Regions from separate parts of the Mus musculus genome. Here region 2 is linked to region 1. The links are chromatin contacts, called in public HiChIP or PLAC-seq maps. All regions are on one chromosome and are shown on one strand. Each heading gives the region's core, a stretch centred on a gene start, on an enhancer-like site or on the middle of the called end of the contact. The rest is flanking DNA. Distances are from core to core; before and after follow the strand shown. Region 1 holds the start of Tmem184a (transmembrane protein 184a). Region 2 overlaps Foxk1 (forkhead box K1).

The links. HiChIP or PLAC-seq counts read pairs in DNA pulled down with a chosen protein or histone mark.
Region 2: a contact with region 1 is called in an H3K27ac HiChIP or PLAC-seq map of embryonic stem cells, with 8 times the contacts expected there. The contact joins the enhancer-like site here to the promoter of Tmem184a in region 1. A contact is called at or near these places in 3 of 39 promoter capture datasets (embryonic stem cells, hippocampal neurons and liver) and 1 of 115 datasets of contacts at active chromatin or transcription factors (embryonic stem cells).

The regions. Positions count from the first base shown.
Region 1 is chr5:139,811,918-139,814,989 of GRCm38.p6, reverse strand. Tmem184a (transmembrane protein 184a) reads left to right here and starts at 1,747. Exons shown (of 8, transcript NM_144914.3): 1 at 1,747-2,025. The coding sequence starts at 1,798.
Region 2 is chr5:142,439,021-142,441,987 of GRCm38.p6, reverse strand. The region is part of intron 2 of Foxk1 (forkhead box K1); the gene reads right to left. Among named protein-coding and RNA genes, the nearest start is that of Ap5z1, 23 kb to the left of the region's middle. Within about 2 kb of position 1,342, at least 384 of the 459 cell types and tissues checked have an H3K27ac peak or open chromatin away from gene starts, as enhancers often do. A contact at or near this core is called in embryonic stem cells and liver, where this site is marked.

The DNA.
Region 1 (3,072 bases), core at 498-2,997:
ACGGTATGTAGCAGTGATGACTTTGAACTTCTAACTCTCCTGCCTCTACCTCCCAAGTGCTGGGATAATAGGCATACACCGCCATGCCTGGTTTATGCAGTGCGGGGAATGCAACCCAGAGCTTCATGCATGCTAGGCAAGCACTCTACCAACTGAGCAACATTCCCAGTCCTGCCCAGTTTTAAGTGCGCAATTCTGGAGCAGTGGGGACACCCACACTAACCACCACCACGTCTAGCTCTAAATCAGGGGTTCTCACCGTGAGCCTTGACCCCTTCGAAGTCAAATGATCTCTTCACAGGGGTGGCCTAAGACCATCACAAAACATAGATACTTACATTACAATTCATAATAATAACAACATTACCGTTATGAAGTAGCAACAGAAATAATTTTATGGTCGGGGGTGGGGGGTCATCACAGCATGAACCGTCTAAGCATGGAGAAGGGTAAAAAAACACTATTCTAGACCTTTCTCACCACCCAGAAAGCAGCACTGTATTGGATGGCTCCTCGGGGACTTCTCCCTGGAGCTAGCATAGCTTATGCAGACCCTTTGTCCTTCCTGACCCTGCCTGCTAAACTGCCTGACTACCTAGTGCCAGCAGGTGAAAGGCACCTGCCAGCCTCAGTTCCTGGAAGCCAGCTGCTACTGGGCAAACAGTCCCAGCGGGATAGAGTGTCGCCAGGGGCGGGGACAAGCCTCTGCTTCTCCTCCCTCCGCCCCTCCCTCAGCCTGAAGCCCAGGTGGGCCACTGGCCAGGTGAGGCCCTGTGTGCCTTCCCTAGCCTAGCGCAACCCTCCCGAGACCAGCCTTGCCCCAACCCGAAGCTTGGCCTCCACTGGGGGCCACATGACCCAGTGAATGACCAGCCAGGCTGCCCCAGAGGAGGCTAGGCCTCCAAGGCCCGGTCCAAAGAGCTTCCTGCTCACAGAGGTAGGCTCCCGCCCCCATGACGGACAACTGAGGGTAGCAAGGAGGTCCAATGTCGCTGCCTCCCGGCAGGCGCACACTCTATCACTTGCCGCGGGAGCTTCTGAGACCCTAAGGAGTACCTGCAGGCGGGTCAAGGGGGGGGGGGAGGGTTGGGCGGGGGCGGATGGCACCTGAGGGGGAGGAGGGGGGAGGAGGGGAAGGGCTGGATTGGGCAGAACTGGCCCCAGGTAGGTGAATCCCCACTGCCCAGCCGGTGGTAGAAACAAGCTTTGGGGTTTTGTTTGTTTGTTTGTTTAAGTTTAAGTTGTTTTGGGTTTAAGTTTCTTTTTCTTTTCTGAAACAGAGTAACTAGGTAGACCAGGCTGGCCCTTATACTCACAGATGCACAGTCCACCTGCCTTGGCCTCTGAGTACTGAGATTACAGGGGTGTGCTGTGGACACCTGGTTAGGAGCAGTCTTAGACTTCTATAGAGTTGCTGTCTGAGAACCAGGGTCCGAAGGAACCTGAGGGGGTTTGTCACCCCAGGATCTGAGCCCCAGGCTGGAAAGCAGCTAGGCCCCTGTTCAAGTGTGAGCCCACAGCTGCCCAGAATCAGGCGAGCTGGTGGGAAAATCAGACCCAGACTCTCACAAAGGGGACAGGTGGCCGTGGTGGGCCCCCAGGGAAGCTTCTGTGGATGATGGTGGTAGGGGCGGTGGCCAGGCAGGCAGAAAGTGCATTGGGCAGAACTGGCCCCGAGGTGACACCCACCCCGAGGTGACACCCACACGGCCTTGCCCACCTCTGGCCCCACCTCCTGCCCCTCACACTCCCACAGAAGCCTTCCCTGGCTTCTCACTCCTCTGCTGGTTTCTGCAGATGAGGAATGCGTCAGGGTTTCTGAAGACAGCCGGAGCCCCCCTCGTGTCAGCGACCTGGCTTCCACCCAGCCCCCCTCCGGCAATGCCCACAGTGGCAGCCGGGCCACAGATGGAGCGCGTGGACAACGGCTCGCAGGGGGCCCCCCAGCTCTTCCTCACCAGCGCATTGGCCCGAGGCGTTTCAGGCGTGTTTGTATGGACTGCTCTGCTGCTAACCGGCCACCAGGTAAGCACCTCTTGCACCCCCATCCCCGCTGAGCCTGGAAGTTGCTATGGGACCTGGCCCAGCTCAGATGGGCCCCGTGGACAGATGCTGTGATCATGGGACCTCCAGGGACAGCTCCCAGCACCAGTCACTGAGACATGGTAGGATTCTAGGCATGGTGTTCAAGGGTCTATGGCCCTTCTCCAGAGCTAGCATGTCAGAGCCAGGCCTAAGGAGGGAGATCTCTGCCGAGGTGAGGGCAGATTGCTGGGTGGGTATCCCCAGTCACGTCTGAGGCCCCTCACTCTACTCCCTGAGGTCAGAGCTTAATCCCAGTTCACAGACAGGAACACGGAGGGGTTTCCCCGGGCTCACACAGTGGGAGGAGAAAGGGCCTTTCCCCTCCAGAGATGGCGAAGGCGTGGACCTTGCTCTATAGAGAACCTCAAGCCAGCCAGACAGGGAGTTTGGGGAGGAGGGGTGGGGACTGAGTTGGATAGGAACTGGAACAGTGGAGAACAGGAGGTGTGTTGGGGGTATGAGGGGAGAGATGGGGAGCTACGAGAATAGGGGGCAAGGAGCTGGGGGTGGAGGGTGGGTAAGCAGGAAGCAGAAGCCAGGCATCTAGAATGTGGCGGGGTAGCTGGGGAGCTGGAGGTTGGTTAAGGGAGCTGAGAGCCACGGGCTCTCTGGAACACCCACTTGGCACAGTGGGAGGGCCTGAGTCAGTAGGTGAGCTGGGGGCAGGAAGCAAAAGCAAACACCTCGGCTTGTGACATTCACCTGCTGGCTGGTACCTGTCCAGGTGTGCCTCAGTAACCAGGATACAAGGGAGAAAGATCCGTGCCCGAGGGCAGGCCAGGCACATCCTAGCCACAGAGGTGGCACGAGGCACGCTCTTAGGGTCAGCAGGAAGCCAGAGAGACCAACCTCCATTTACCGGTGGAGAAACTGAGGCAAAAGAGGAAGCAGCTTGCCAAGGTCACCAGCCATATGGTACCAGCCTGGGAAATGTCTCTTGTTGGCTGATCACATTGTGTCCTCCCTCCACAGAGGCTAGGGAGGGAG
Region 2 (2,967 bases), core at 93-2,592, 2.6 Mb before region 1:
ACTTACCGGCAGAACTTGCTGTGCTGCTGGTCTTTGGCACGCCTGAATTTGACCCTCCCCGCCCTCTCCCAGTACTGATGCATGCCAGGTTAAGTGATCTACCATGGGGCTTCATCCCCAGCCCACAGTGCAGACTGGGTAATCCAGCCACCCACCAGATACACTGGGCAGGGAGTCACACACAGGGGAGGAGCTATGCAGCGCTGCACTTGATTGAAGACTTGTAACTTGCTCATTTTCTGCAGTTTTCCACTTGGTATTTTTGGACTGTGCATAACTGAAACCACAAGCAAGTGAAACTAAGGCTGGGAGTGGGTTGGGGTGGGGAGGGGAGGGGCGGGGCTCGGTGGGGTGCTAGACTTCTGATGCAGACTGGGGTGCTCTCCAAACGCAAATCTCCGAGAGCACAGGAGACTGAGCTAGCCCTAGCCCGCAGTAAAGTAGAACTGTACTACAGCTCCATGACTAAGGGGGCCAGTTCTCTGATGCCGACTTCCCTTCATTCACATCACCACTGCTAACCTTTGCTACACGTGTACATGCAGGGGGCGGGCACGGCACTGCACAGCCTGGGTGTGGAAGACGGCAACTTTAGGGACTCAGCTCTCCCCTCCACCATGCGGCTTCGGGACTGAGCTCAGGTCTTCAGGCTCGGGAGGGAGCACCTTCCTTTACTCACTGAGCCATCCCACCAGCCTTTCCATCTTAATTTTGGGACAGGGTCTGTAACAGAAGCGAACCCTGAGTTCCCAGTTTCAGCCAGACAGGCTGGCCTCAGATCTGCAATCTTCCTGCCTCAGCGCCCTGGGTGCAGGGATTCCTGGTAAATGCCTGGTGCTGGGACCCACAGGCTACTTTCATGGCTGCTATGGCAGTCTGCTGAAGTGTAGTCCCACGGAGCCTGCTTTAGCCTCAGTAGCCTCAGCAAATGATTAACCAGCTCCCTGTTTTCCTAAATCACTTGCTCTTCACAGAAAGAAAGGTCAAAACACTGCCGAAGCTGCAGTTTCTTTCAAAGAGCTCATTCATCTGCTGGGCGGAGCCCTGCAGGCAGGGACAGCCCCCCCAAAAAAACCCAACATACACACAACTCAAAACCACAGCGGAACAACCCGCCCTGGGAAATAAGGAGCCACCCAACAAACTGAAGCCAGCCTGGTGGGGGGGGGGTGGGGGGGGGGTGGAGTGAGGCAAAGGTACCGAACCCTGGGATCCGCTCCATGGAGGGAGGAGCCACAGCTGGGAGGTCCCCAAGCCTTCGGTGCCCAGGTCGGCCAATAGGGACCCGCTAGCAAAGCTCACCAAATTAGGCAAGCAGACTGAGCAGGGCGGGGCCCACTGCTGCGGGCTGGGAAGTCAAACCCTTTCCCCAAGCCTGCCCCACCCTGGCTCCCGCTGCCTGGGAGAGGAAGGGCAGGGCGTGTTTGTAAACACGTGGGCTCCACCCCTACACAGAAACTCAAACTGAGAAAGTCTTGGCAGGCGAACCTCCAGCGGCCGGCCGCTGAGCTTTACAAAAGCTCAATGGAATTCCTCAGTGTGGAGATAAACGGATGTCAACAGAGATCTTTTGTTGTGACACTTAAAGGCCCAGGGAGTCCAGAGCAAGTCCCAAGCCACTGTCAACAGCGACTGCGGACAGAGTGACCACGCACCCGTGGGAACTCAGGAGGAGCCAAGGGCCTGCCCCCTCCCAGCAGTACCAGGAATGTGGCAGACACAAAGTCGGGACTCCAAGGGAGCACTGGGGACACCAAAGCACCAACTGCTGGGCGGGGGTTCGGGGAGAGGGGGAGGTCTTTACAGCCACTGTGCCACCTGACCAAAAGCCACTCTACACCCGACCTATGATCACTCAGTGTCTTAGCCAGCTGGCTGCTGTTTTGTTTTTGAGACAGGGTCTCATGTAGCTGGGGTATTACACACGGCTTTTGATCCTCCAGCCTCCACCTGCCCAGAGCTGGGGCTGCCATGGGCCACTGCGTCTGCTGTTATCAGTGCTCAGGATCTTGCAGGCTTTCTTGGCAAGCAGCGCTCCACCAACCAGCCCCACTCCCAGCACGCACCACTTTTTCTTTGTATTGTCAATGAGAAACGTTGAAGCCAGGCATGCTTGTGCCTTTAGCCCCAGCTCTGGGGAGGCAGACGCACACAGGATAATTGAGGCCAGCCTATGTAGTGAATTCCAGAGTTACAAAGTGAGATCCTGTCTCAAAAACAAACAAACAACACAAAAAACTACACTATTCAATCCCACAATCACGTACCCTACCTAGTACTGGATATTGAACCAAGAGCCTTTGTTTGTTTGTTTGTTTGTTTGGAGATGAGGCCTCACTATATAGTCCTGGTGTTTCTATAACAAATAACGTAGCCGGCTGGCCTTGATGTGACCCTCTGGCCTCAGCTCCCAAGTGCTGGGATTTCAGGTGTGTGCCACCATGCCATGCCGGGCTAACCTAGGGCCCCTTTCAGGCCCCTAAAGTGTCTACCCCTGAACTCATCCAGGTCCTCTTCTTATTACAGGATGACAGGGTACCACTTGTTGCCCAGGCTCATTTTGGTCCTACTCAGTAGCCCAGGCTGGCCCTGAACATGCTTTTAGGGCTGCCCCACCTGTTTCTCATGTGAGTGTCGTGTGCTTGCTCAAAGCCACATGATTTCCCATGTAAATAACAGAAAGGCTACAACTTTCTTAACTGTTGGGAAGCCAGGAGCCCCAGCAATAGGTGACAAGAACCACTGGTGGGAGGGGCTTTGTGAGGAACCCTCAGTCTCTCAGTGACTGAATCATTCATTTTATATAAACAAACACCTGCACCTGCAATCCCAGCATCTGGGAGGCTGAGTCAGGAAGATTACTGCAAGTTTCAGGCAAGCCTGGGTAACAAACTGAGTTCTGAACCAGCCTCACTGCAGTGAGACCCCGTCTCAAAAAGCAAATCAGGGGCTCGGGCGGCCCTGAGG